2 separate regions of the Arachis hypogaea genome follow, and region 1 is linked to region 2. The links are chromatin contacts, called in public Hi-C maps. All regions are on one chromosome and are shown on one strand. Each heading gives the region's core, a stretch centred on a gene start, on an enhancer-like site or on the middle of the called end of the contact. The rest is flanking DNA. Distances are from core to core; before and after follow the strand shown. Region 1 has its middle 31 kb from the start of LOC112719522. Region 2 holds the start of LOC112715148 (ATP-dependent RNA helicase DEAH12, chloroplastic).

Evidence for each region. Hi-C and Micro-C count contacts between places; a contact is called where the count stands out from the background.
Region 1: a Hi-C map of leaf shows a contact between it and region 2, with 2.5 times the contacts expected there. The contact joins the enhancer-like site here to the promoter of LOC112715148 in region 2. A contact is called at or near these places in 2 of 8 Hi-C or Micro-C datasets (both in leaf).

The regions. Positions count from the first base shown.
Region 1 is chr10:11,054,241-11,060,815 of arahy.Tifrunner.gnm2.J5K5, forward strand. No RefSeq gene overlaps it. Among protein-coding and RNA genes, the nearest start is that of LOC112719522, 31 kb to the right of the region's middle. Within about 2 kb of position 4,556, at least 2 of the 3 cell types and tissues checked have open chromatin away from gene starts, as enhancers often do.
Region 2 is chr10:10,971,103-10,977,464 of arahy.Tifrunner.gnm2.J5K5, forward strand. It overlaps LOC112715148 (ATP-dependent RNA helicase DEAH12, chloroplastic), which reads right to left and starts at 1,948. Exons shown (of 3, transcript XM_025766910.3): 1 at 690-1,948; 2 at 1-129. The coding sequence starts at 1,595.

The DNA.
Region 1 (6,575 bases), core at 3,306-5,805, 86 kb after region 2:
ACTTGTTCTTTAAGATTTAGCACTTTTTATTTTCTATTCTCCTTAATTTATTGCAATTCTTCCCTCTCCCTTTACATTTCAGGCAATTTAACTTCTGTCGGCTACAAATCACTTAATTCAACTCTTATTTGCTTGACTAAATCAACCACTAAACTAAAATTGCTCAATCCTTTAATCCCTGTGGGATCAACCTCTCTCATGTGAGTTATTACTACTTGATGCGATCCAGTACACTTGCCGGTGAGTTATGTGTGTTGGAATTTGTTTTCCAAAATCACCATCAGCCACGCCAACAACTCTACATGATCAGAACTGGTACCCGGACTCTGGTGCCACTCATCATATGACTCAAAACGAGCAAAATCTGATGAACAAAGCAACGTATAAAGGATCAAAGGAGGTGATTGTTGGAAACGGCACAGGTTTGCACATTAATCTTGTTGGAAATGCTGTTGTAAATTCTGATTTGAGCTCTAAATCTTTGATTGTTCATAAGTTGCTGCATGTGCCAAATATAACCAAGAATTTGCTAAGTGTTTACAAATTTTGTTGTGATAACAAGGTCTTTTTTGAGTTCCATGACTCTGGTTGCTGTGTTAAAACACAAGATTCTAAAGAAGTTGTCCTCAGAGGCATTGTTGATCGAGAACTCTACAAATTTCTCAATTTCTCATTGGCTTCACCTAATGCACCTGCAGCCCTTCTTTCAAGTGTCATGCCTGACGATAAGGCTACCCTATGGCATGCCAGACTCGGTCATCCGTCTAATAGTGTCTTGTCTCATGTATTTAAAGATTGTAAACTCTCTTTTTCTATTTCAAATAAATCTGTCTGTCATGCTTGTTGTCTTGGCAAGTCGCATCAAATGCCATTTGCTCGCTCAAATTCAGTGTATACCAAGCCTCTTGAACTTTGTGTATTCCGATATTTGGGGACCAGCTCCCTCACATACTTGGATTTATCTGATCAAAACTAGAGCTCAGCTTAAATCAGTTTTGCATATTTTCAAAGTATGGTGAATTACAGTTAAATACCAAATTGAAGAGTTTTCAGAGTGATAATGTACTTGAGTATGTGAGTTTGTCTAAACAGCTGCAAGAAAAAGATATCACTCACAGGTTCACCTGCCCGCACATTCACCAACAGAATGGTTCTGCTGAGCGCAAGCATCGCCATGTGGTAGAAATGGGCTTAACTTTGCTTGCCACAGCCTCTATGCCGCTGAGATTCTGGGGTGATGCCTTCACCATTGCTGTTCAGCTTATTAATGCCCTGCCAACACCTATTTTGAGCAACAAGTCACCTACTGATGTTTTGTATGGCAGGCATCCGGCCTATGATCATCTCCGGATCTTTGGTTCCTTGTGCTATCCACATTTAAGGCCCTACAATCGGTATAAATTGGACTTCAGATTTGCCCCAGCTATGTTCATTGGCTATGGCACTTCACAAAAAGGTTATAAATGCCTTCTTGCCTCAAAGAGGGTGATTGTGACTCGAGATGTAATCTTTGATGAAACCAAGTTTCCCTTTGCTAGTTCCAAGTTCCTTAACTGTGGCTCTTCAACTGGTTCTAATTCGGACTCTCTGCCTGCGTCTACACCCTCTATCCCACTGGTTCCAATCATCCCACCTCGACCTCAACCTCCACCACCTGCACCATCCCCCTCGCCTACCCTTCCCTCCCAGCCCTCCTTCTTGCTCAGTATACCTTCTTCTGTTTTAGGCTGCTCATCAACCCTTGCTGCTCCCTCTACCATTCCCATCCCTATCCCAACCTTAGATATTGATATTATTCTCCCTTATAATCCTCCTCCGCCTATTCAGAATGTTCATCCCATGATTACTCGATGAAAGGCAGGCATCCGTAAATCTCGGGCTCTTCAGGTCTCTTTAGAACCCCGTACAACCAAACAAGCTCTTGCAGATCCTAATTGGAGAGCAGCCATGAATACTGAGTATGATGAATTGATCAGGAATTATACTTGGCAATTGATGCCATTTCCTACGAATAGAGAGGCTATTGGCTCGAAGTGGGTGTTTCGGGTTAAGTATAAACCTGATGGTTCTCTTGACAAGTACAAAGCCCGGCTCATTGCCCAGGGCTTTCATCAGCGTCCTAGTATGGACTATAAGGAGACGTTTAGTCCAGTAGTGAAGCCAACTACGATCCGGTTGGTTCTTTCACTTGCTCTCTCATGGTCCTGGCCAACTTGGCAGTTGGATGTGAATAATGCATTTCTCCATGGTGACTTATTTGAAGATGTCTATATGCAGTAGCCAAAAGGGTATGAGCAGGGTGACAGCTCCATGGTGTGCAAGTTGACTAAGGCGTTGTATGGTCTTAAGCAGGCACCTCAAGCTTGGTACACTAAGCTTATAGGGGTGTTGTAGGCACTTGGTTTCTCTCCTACTCGATCTGATTCCTCTTTGTTGACTCGTTTCTCCCCTACCTCTACCATTTTTATCTTGATATATGTTGATGACATTATCATCACTGGCAGTTCACAGTCCAAAATTAATGGTGTCATTCGTCAACTTGACTTTCAATTTGCTTTGAAAGATATGGGAGCCTTGCATTATTTTCTTGGCATCCAGGTCACTCGCTCAGCTGAAGAGGGCATCCTCCTTAATCAAGGGAAATATGTCCAGGATGTGCTTGTCAAAGCAGGAATGGCTGATTAAAAGTCATGTGCTACTCCACTTCCATCCACTTTCAAACTTTCGGCCACCGGCAGTGCATCCTTTAATGATCCATCCTTGTATAGAACTGTTGTGGGCAGCTTGTAATATCTCACAGTGACACGGCCTGAGATTGCTTATTGTGTCAATAAGGTTTGCCAATTCATGCATGCCCTAACTGAGGAGCATTGGCAAGCGGTCAAACGCATCTTGAGGTATTTACAGGCACTACTGACTATGGCCTGCACTTGCGACAAGCTGCTCCTTTGTCTCTCACTGCTTATAGTGATTCTGATTGGGGAAGTGATCCAGATGATCGCAAATCCACCAATGATATGTGTGTGTTCCTTGGCAATAATTTGATTTCCTGGACTTCGAAGAAGCAGTCCGTGGTAGCCCGTTCTAGTACCGAGGCTGAGTATCGATCCCTTGCCTTAGCTGTTGTCGAACTCATCTGGCTAAGGAAGTTGTTGGCAGAGCTTCGGGTCTTGTTGCCGAGCGTCCCTAAGATCTACTGTGATAATATGAGTGCAGTTTTGCTAGTTGCAAACCCCATTCTTCATTCAAAGTCCAAGCACTTTGAGCTTGATTTCCATTTTGTTAGAGATTTTGTCACCAAGAGTGTGCTCCAAGTTCATCACATTCCTGGCACTGCTCAATTGGCCGATGTCTTGACCAAGGTTGTTCCGTCCGCTAAGTTTCTGGCTTTTCGCAACAAACTCAAAGTTGAACTTCTTTCCTCTTTGAGTTTGAGGGGGCATGATAGTATAAGTGAAGAAGAGTAGTTAGTTATGTATTGCATCAGTAAGTTAGTTATAGTGCTAACTCAGCGTTAGGCTGTTATTGGAATTTGTTAGAGAGTCAGTTAGAATAACAACTCTATAAATAACAATATCTCTCTAATCAGTTCTGTCGTAACTGCATCATTCATACTTCAATATAGTTGAAAACTCTCTCTCTCTCTCTTTCTCTCTCTCTCTCGAACCAACAATTAGAGCACAAGGACCTGATACCTTTAAGGAGAAAGTCAGTTAGTTATTTTAATTTTATCTATTAGAGTTTTTTCTAATTTAATTTTTTGTACCTAATAATCAATTTTATATACAATTTTTTTGTTAGATGTAAAAAATCTAAATATCAATTAACAAACTCAACTGAAATTCTTATTTTTTTAAAAATGATTTGAAATTAGAAGGGATATGTTTAGTGTTGATATTTCTTCTTTTAAACTCTTTCTCTTCCCCTTTTTGTCGCTAAGAATAGTTGTGCCCCTAAAAAAAGTTTTCATTGTACATGTGACTTATGCGCTGATACATATAAAGTACAATATCACGAATAAGACACCAATTGCAGGTAAGATACTGCTTCATTAGTTTCCATTGTTAGATGAACCATGAAATAAAGCAAAAATGTTAATTTGGAATTTGAAGAAAAAGAGATATAGGTGAGTTAAAGATAAAGGATGAGATAATTTACGATTTTTTTTTAAAGTCAATAAAAATTTAGAATTTGGATATTTTTATCGTATAGAACCTATGGTTTATAGATATAATCTTGATTTTTTTGAGGATTTTTGTCCATTGTGAATACAAATAGTTTTTTTCTAAGTTATATTAAATTATTAACCTTCACCCGATGTTTTTTTGTGGTCATGAAACTTCACTCGGATTGTAAAACTTAAATCTTTCCCAGTGTTATCAAGCATTAGCTTTCAACGTTTTGACCAGAAGCATTAGCTTTCAACTATTTCTGTTTTTTTTTTTTTTTTTTTGGTCCACAGTGAGCTAGTCAACATTTTTGGTAAAGATTAAATGGTCCATTCAATTTGAAGACAGCAATGGGCATGATTAAAGCAAAGTCCATAAGCTTTTTCCTTTATGGGGTGAGAAAAGTCCCTAAGTTTATACAAACTAGGGCCTTAATCTTGTGGACAAAGAAGGTATGTCAGAAGTCGGAACACAAAAACACTATGAAGAATTGAAGATATACATCAGAAATAAAAAAAAAGGAAAAAATAGTATACTTTATGTTTGTACTTTGTAACACGTGGGGTAGATTTTAATTTGCTTCAAACGTTTAAATTGTGGCATTCATAATTAAATTAAAAACGAATTGATATTTGGTTTTAATTAATCCATGTGAGGATCTAGCATCCTTATTTATTATTTTTTTTTTACTTGTGGGACTCTACATCAATTTCAATCAATTGACCGACAATATGTCACTAAGTTTTAAAAGGAAATCTGTGTAACAATGTTGAAGAGTGATCACAATCATAAACCCAAAAGTTAGCAGAAACAAATTAGAGTAAATAATTAAATTAAATCCTTAAACCGTATACGTAATTTAAATTGGTGTATCAAATTTTAATTGAACTAGTGTATTTTTTGTGTCCGGTATAGAGTAATACATAAAATTATATAAATTTTTTTTATTAAAATTTAAATAAAAAATATCTATTGTAATTATTATTATAAATATTTTACAACACAAAAATATTAAAATAATTAATATTTGTTTTAATCAATTTGGATTGGTTGAATGACCATCTCTTTTGTCCGCTTAAATAAGTATTTGGAATTCGAATCTCATCATGTGTGTATAATAATCTATTAGTTAGCGATAGATCTTTAATAAATAGAGCATCAATATATGGTGGATTAGTCCTCGATTTGCCGAGTTAGGAAATTCGTAGAAAAAAATTATATTTGTCTTTAAAATAAAATAATTTTTTATTAATAGCAATACTTATGGACTTTTGTCTTTATTAAAATTTACATGGGACAATTTTATTTGTTGGTATCGTATTCATTCTTAAATTCAAAATAATATGATCAACATTGTTACTTGTTAAAACTTCACATTTTATGAAATGATTTTTAAATTTTTAAATTCATAAATTTATGTCATTACAAAAGTTATTAGATTGATTAATATTTTTTGATAACATGGTGTACTAAAACACTATCGTTGAGTATTAGTTAATGTAAAAAGAAACCAATAACAACTTTTATTATTCAATATAATTTATTCTATTAGAAAATAAATTAATATTTTCTAAACTTGTAAATACATTTTCTTCTAATTTCTTACACAATTTTATTTGACAATATTTATCATTAAAAAATAACAAATGACCATACTATCCTACAATATATATGATGTACAAAGTAATTTCTTATCTTAAAAGGAATTCTGGTTAGTGAGATAAAATTTAAAATATTTTTTAGTTTTCTACTCAAATTTAATTTTAAATTTAGAATTGATTAACAACTCATCTCTTTTTAATTTCAATAAAAAAATTAATTGGTTAGATGCAAAATATTCAACATTTAATAATTTCAATCATTTAAATATTAATTACCAAAAATTGAGTTAAAAATTAATTATAAGCTCAATAATCGATAATATATATTATATTAGTACGTAAATAATAATATCCAATGTATTGATTATTTATTTATTTTTTACAGAATTAATGTATAATCTATTGAGAATTGATTTATTATCCAAAATTCTTTTCATAAATTTTGTAATATGTGATAATAGTGATCTTATTTTTTATTATTATTTAAAAAATTCTTCATAATTTTTTAATTATGTAATTAACTTAATTAATAACCTTTATTATTATTTTTATACTATTTACATATTTTTTTACTACTAATAAATAAATAAGTATTTACACTATTTTACTTATTGTCTTAAATGATGACTTAAGTTACTTATTTTGTATGTTAAATAATATTTTGTGTGTTAAATTTATTAAATATTAAGATGAAAAAATTGTTCAATAAATTATACAAATAGTTATTACAGAAAAGAAAAAAATTATATATTACATATAATAATCCTTAATATATATAGTGTCATGTATATATTAAGATTATCTA
Region 2 (6,362 bases), core at 698-3,197:
TGATCTGGCAGCGATTTTTCGGGGTTGGGTGCATATAATCGACTCAGCAGCTCCTACACCTGAATCCGCAAGAAACTGTACCAGCTGAGTACTCTTTCCAGAACCAGTCTCTCCAACCAATACCGTTATCTGTTTAAACACAACACTAGTAAGAGCAACCCCAAATCACAAGAGATATATAAGCCTCAAAAATAAAAAATTATGTATAGAACTTTTAATAAAAAACTGAAATTTGCAAAAATTTCGCTTTTAAATAGCAAGTTCACTTTAGACTGTAATTTCCTCAAACGAAAAATTCTAAACAGGAAACAGGAGACTACACTAGCCAATGCTCCAAAAATCGCTCCTTTCTTTCCTTTATTTTCCGCACAAAAACGGCTTCCGTAACTGCAGTTGCCATTTTAAAATCACAAAAAAAAAATACACACATTATGATTTATCTATTTTTTCCCTAGTCCTCCTCAAACATAAGTGCAAACTAAAATTTTAAAAATTCACTTCTTTTTTACGATTATGCTATGTAAAAAAAACTCTTAGCTACCAAATCAACATAGAATAAATGTTATAATATAAAATACACATTGAAAATGAGTTTAATATATGTATCCACAAATACGTGATGGATGTTTTTTTTTTTTTTTTGTGCATGTAGCATTTCTTTTGATTCTGAAATTTCTAGAGTAAGATACCTGCTGATGATGAATGTCGTGAAGAATATCCCTCCGGTAAGCGTAAATTGGCAAACCCTCCTCAAGTCTACGACGCTCCCTCATAATAATACTGTGAACCCTCTTCCAATTCAACCTTCCATCAAACCTAAACACAGCATCATAATCATAATCATGATAATAATAATTACCAGTAACCCCTTCATTCCTTTCCTCATCAACACCACCCTTCTCTTCTAGAAGCTTCAGTAGGCACTCCATGGCGCACCGAAATTCCCTCACCCTCCGTTCCACCAGATTTTTCTCTTCCTCAAACCTTTTCTTATTCTCATTCATCTGAAAAAATTCCCCAACTTGATAATGTTTGTTCTTCTTCTGTGGCTCCATACCCGCGATCTCCTTCGTTAATCGCTCACTCTCCCCTTCCCAACGCTTCAATTCCTTCGCTTCTTGCATGAGACTCTTCACGTGACGCGCGAAGACAGCGCGTAGCCGAGAATAGAGTTCGTCCTCGTCGGAAGGGACCATCACATTGGACTTCAGCTCCGGAGTTAGGTCGTGCATGCCGTCGAGTCGCGTTTCCCAGAGATACGCAACGGCGTTGAGCGTGTCCACCCACTGAAGGAAATTGAGGATCGCCGCATCGACGGTGGACGAGGAACGGCGGTGGTAGTTATGGTCGGAGGAATAGGGCAAAATTGAGAAAGATTGTGGTTTGGAAGGGCACTGGGAGATGATCGAGTTTATGAGGTCGCGGCGGAGATGGCGGCGGCCGCGGCGGAGGTGGAGAACAAAATTGGGAGCCTGGAAGGCGATGGGATTTGGAGGTCCCGGCGGACGGTAGTGGTTAGGGTGAAAATCGATTGGCTTCGAGAAGTGGCGGCGAAATGGCGGTGGCTGACGATGGTTGTAGTCAGGGTGATGCATGGTGGCGTTGGGATGGTAGAATGTTTTCTTCTTTGAGAGGAAGATGATGAAAGAAAGAAAAATAAAAACCCTAAAACCTGAGGGAAGAAGAAGAAGACCGTGTTTAGAGAAAGGGAAATTGGGGGGGAGTCAAATGCTTAGTGGTTATGGGAGTTTTTGTGTTTTGTGTGTGTATGTGCACAGTGCATTATGTTGTTCAGTTGTTGGTCTTCACTCTTCCGTCGTGTCAGCACTCGCAATATATAGTAATTATTATATTGCTTCTCTCACAAGTCTGAATGAACATGCCTTTTGACCTTAGTAGTCTTTCAAATTTAGGGTTTTTGTCCATTTACTTTTTTCGGATTTTAACTGCATTATAATAGTCTGAGATAGAGTATATGAGAATTTAGGGATGGCAAAAACCCTGCGAGGTGGGTATCCACGGATATTTTGCTGCCGAGAGTAGTTATGGGAACAATTTTGTATCTCCAAAAATAAAGATGGAGTTTGTATAACATACGGGATAAAGACGGAAATAGAGGTTTTTACTAACTGTTTAATCTCTATATATAAAAAGTCTAAAATACTCTCTATTATATATATATTATATATTATATAGGGTAATTTATGTTTTTAAATTATTTCAACTTCAAATTTACGCAAACGCATTGTTTTAAAAATAGTTACGCAAATACGTTGTTTCATTATATTATATAAATCGCTACTGTCAGTAGCGGTTTATAATTGCACAGAAATCGCTAGAGCCTGCAGCGGATTCTGTTTATTTATGGTTCTTCATAAACTGCTGCTGCCAGCAGTGGTTTATGTTTGTTGAAATGCGTGCATAAACCGCTGGTGGCCATAACGGTTTACGTGTATTCTGTGTCATTGGGTTTCCTATATAAACCATGGAGGGGCCAAATGTGGAGAGGTGGAGTGTTATTCACAAATGGATGGGGAGGATAGTTTTGTGGCTCTGGTCCATTGCTCTGGAAAAATTCAAAAGAGCAAACGCCACGGTGTGAAATTCACAGATAGAGAACCGGTTAGTATTTTTATTCGATCTTCAAGTACATTGGCAGAGATTAAGCTCAGCATACTACAGAAGCTCGGTACCTGTGGTACGAAGCAGAGCAAAATCTGAATAAAAGTGTGCACTGCCCATCTGATCATCTACATCCATAGTCATCGTAGGTGTAAAAGACTGAGTGAATGTATCGCCTGCAGTCTCAGTCCCCGTGGTCCCACTAACTCCACCACCGAACTGGGTAGCACCCTCATGACCCCGACGTCTGGCACTAGACCGGCGAACACGGTGACCGCCCACATCAGCAGCCTCCCCTCCTGCGTCATCCTCGTGCAGCATATCATATATCCATCGCCACTCTCGACCGGACTCACGAGGACCAACACGACGGCGTCTCTCAACACGGCGGTTATCTGGCATATGAGGAAGTTGTGATCTGCGTGGGACCTGTGACGAACCTCTCTGTAATGCCTCCTCAGGTATCTCGGTGCCCCTGGGATCCGTGAATGCAGCCCCTGGGCTAAGGAACCTATGAGCCCCGCGGTACCACCAATCTAAGTAATCCGCTGATGGACCCGGATCTGCCACACGCTCAATAGAAATGACTGCATCAAGTCTGCTCCCCTAGTGTAAATGCCAGTCCCGATAGTAATGGAGGAACCACCTATCTCCTCCCCTTCCATCCTTAGCATGCAGCCAGTCTATGTTCAAAGCGTCATCGGGGATATGCTGCACTCCCACCAAGCTGTGGGACAACCCTATCAACCTGATGCCACTCAATGACAGCAAAGTATATCAAAGAAGTGACTGCTCGCCAGATGCGAGAATGCTCCTCTGTAAGTATCTCTGGATGGACCACAGCAAGGCAACCACTCACAGTCTCCCCATCGACAGGCAACCCAAGCTGAAAAGCCACGTCCTGCAATGTCACTGTGCACTCTCCAAAAGGCATGTGGAACGTGTGCGTCTCAGGACGCCACCTCTCAACGAACGCACTAACCAATGGCTCATCCAACCAGAACCAATGGCTGTTTAGCCTGGCCAAATGGTACAATCCAGCCCTCTCTAAATACGGGATGATCCTATCATGTATGGGCATATTCTGTTGCCGTCTCACACTGTATATACACCTAGTGGGCTGCAAAAAACAGCACAATAAATGCAGGATACAATTAAATTCTCCAATCCATAACGAAATTCCCTATCTAATAATAACACATATCTTAAAAATGTCAACAAATTTTTGACCGGTAAACAAATTAATCCCTAAAACCTATAAATAAGTAGTCAATAAACCAGCAAAATTAATTTGTAAAATACTTACTACAATAGCACAAATGACAACAAACTTAACTTATTAGATAACACCCACAATTATAAAAGTATTACAAATCTTAAACAATAAAATTCCAAAAAAAAAAATTCTTTATATTCTAACCTTCATACTATTTTTAAAACTAAAAGGAACTAATCTATAAAATCCGTATGTGCTTGCGTTCATATCATTTTTTCTAGCTAAAAAATTGCTAAGCCTAAAAAAATGCCAAAATAATTAACTAACCTCGTCACCAATGGAACCGGCAACATGCGCAACACCGTTCAGTCGGTACATGCTTCTTCTGTCTTCTGCCATGATATCCCGCCGGAAGTCGCAGCTCAAATACCTCGGACCCCCTCTCAACTTGCTCTGACCTCTCTCTAGAATTTCCTCTCTCTAGAATTTCCTCTCCCAACCTCCAATTGCATAATCCGCGGCTGGCTCAGCGGTTTATATAGTCATGCATACTTAACGTAAACCGCTATAGCCTCTAGCGGTTTACGCACACATCCCCACGCACATAAACCGCTGCTGGCAGCAGCGGTTTATGACCAACTTCTCTCAAACATAAACCGCGATGGGCTGCTGCGATTTCCATGCTACACTTTTTGAACAGAATCCGCTGCAGGCTCTAGCGGTTTCTGTGCAATTATAAACCGCTACTGCCAGTAGCGGTTTATATAATATAGTGAAACAACATAATTGCGTAACCATTTTTGAAACAATGCATTTGCATAAATTTGGGGTTGAAACAATTTAAAAACGTAAATTGCCCTACTATATATGAGATTGGAAGTTAACTATAATTGTCACTCTCAAAATTTAAACTCTTCAGACTTTTTATCCTCAAACCCTCAACCTTTCCTTTCATGAACGCACGCACAGTCACCACCGCCGACCTCCACCTTCCAACCCCTCACCACCACCTTCCACCCCCTTTAGTCCCTCATCGCCACCTCTCGAGGTCACCATCACGCTCATCGCACCAGGGAGTGCGTCCTTGAGTCCTCGCCGTCTTAGGGTGTTTGTCATTTTCGCCGTATTCGCGTCAGAGCGTCTTCTTGTCGTCGCATCTTCACCGGTCGTCGCGTCTTTGCCGGTCTCGCGGGTAAATCACCGGCCTTCACTGGTCTTTGTTGGTCTGCACCTCTTTTCTGTTGGGTAAGTCGGTTCTGTGAAGTGTGAACTCTGAAATTTTCATTATTTACTTTGATTTTGATTTCTGAAGCATTTGTTATAATTCCTGGAGTTACAGTAATTATAACTTATATTTCTGATGTTGACTCTGATTTTTATTATTTATGTGATTCTTTGTGGATTCTGTGATTTATGTAATTTATGTGTTTATGTTATAATTTTTTATTCTGATTCTTTGTTAGTTACAATAGCAGTGTTATAATTTTTGTGAGTTAGATTAATTATAATTATAATTATAATTTATATTTGTGATTTCTGTAATTTATGTGTTTTTTGTGATGTGTGTGATTTAATTTTTGTGATTTTCTGTGAATTGTTCTATATATTATTCTCTGTATTTTTATTTATGTGATTTATTGTGGATTGTTGTGTGTATGTGATTATAGTTTTGTTTTGTAATTTTATAGAATGTCTTCCTCTGATGCATCGAGTAATTCAGCTTAGAAAATAACTTAGAAAATAAAAAAAAATATTGGAAAGTCTTCATTAACTAATTCTTGATTTATTTTATGATTTTAACTTTTAATTGTATTCTTTTTTTTATGTAGGATTCAAACAAATCGAAATCTACCATCACTACCACTACATCATGAAAAAGGTTTGAGAATTTTTCAATGTGATGAATTATGTTTTGTAATTTTTCGATATGTTTGGTACTTTAGATATTTTATGGATATGTTTGATACTAAATGTTTGTTGTTGTTAATGTCTTTGAAGATTATGGACATCAGGACATGATGTTTGTAATGACAACAGAGGATTATTTAGTTTTTTTTATTTTTTTTATTTTTTAATTTTTTTAAAAATCTGTAGATATCTGTAGAGTTTTTGGTCTCCGGCGAATATGGGATCTCCATTATTCATCGTGGAGACGATGCGGGACAGAGACTGAATATGGAGGCGGAAGGCGAGGATGAGGGACATGTCCCCACCCTGTGGGTACCTGTTGCCATGTCTATCTGAGATTGAGTTTCAAATACTATAGTGATTTCTAGATTCACGCTAACTCATTCCGGCACTCTTTGTTACATTGGATTAGTGTGAAGAAACAACGTTTTTGTTTGACATCCAATGACAACCAAAAGGAGATTGTTTGTGTTTGATCATAATGTACAGAAAATATTTTAGATTTCCACCAGAATTAAAGTGGCCTCATTTCGATTGTTATTAGACGTTAAATGAAGATGTCATTTCACACCAAACGAAAATAAAAGTGTTAGATTATTCTTATATTTGCTGAATT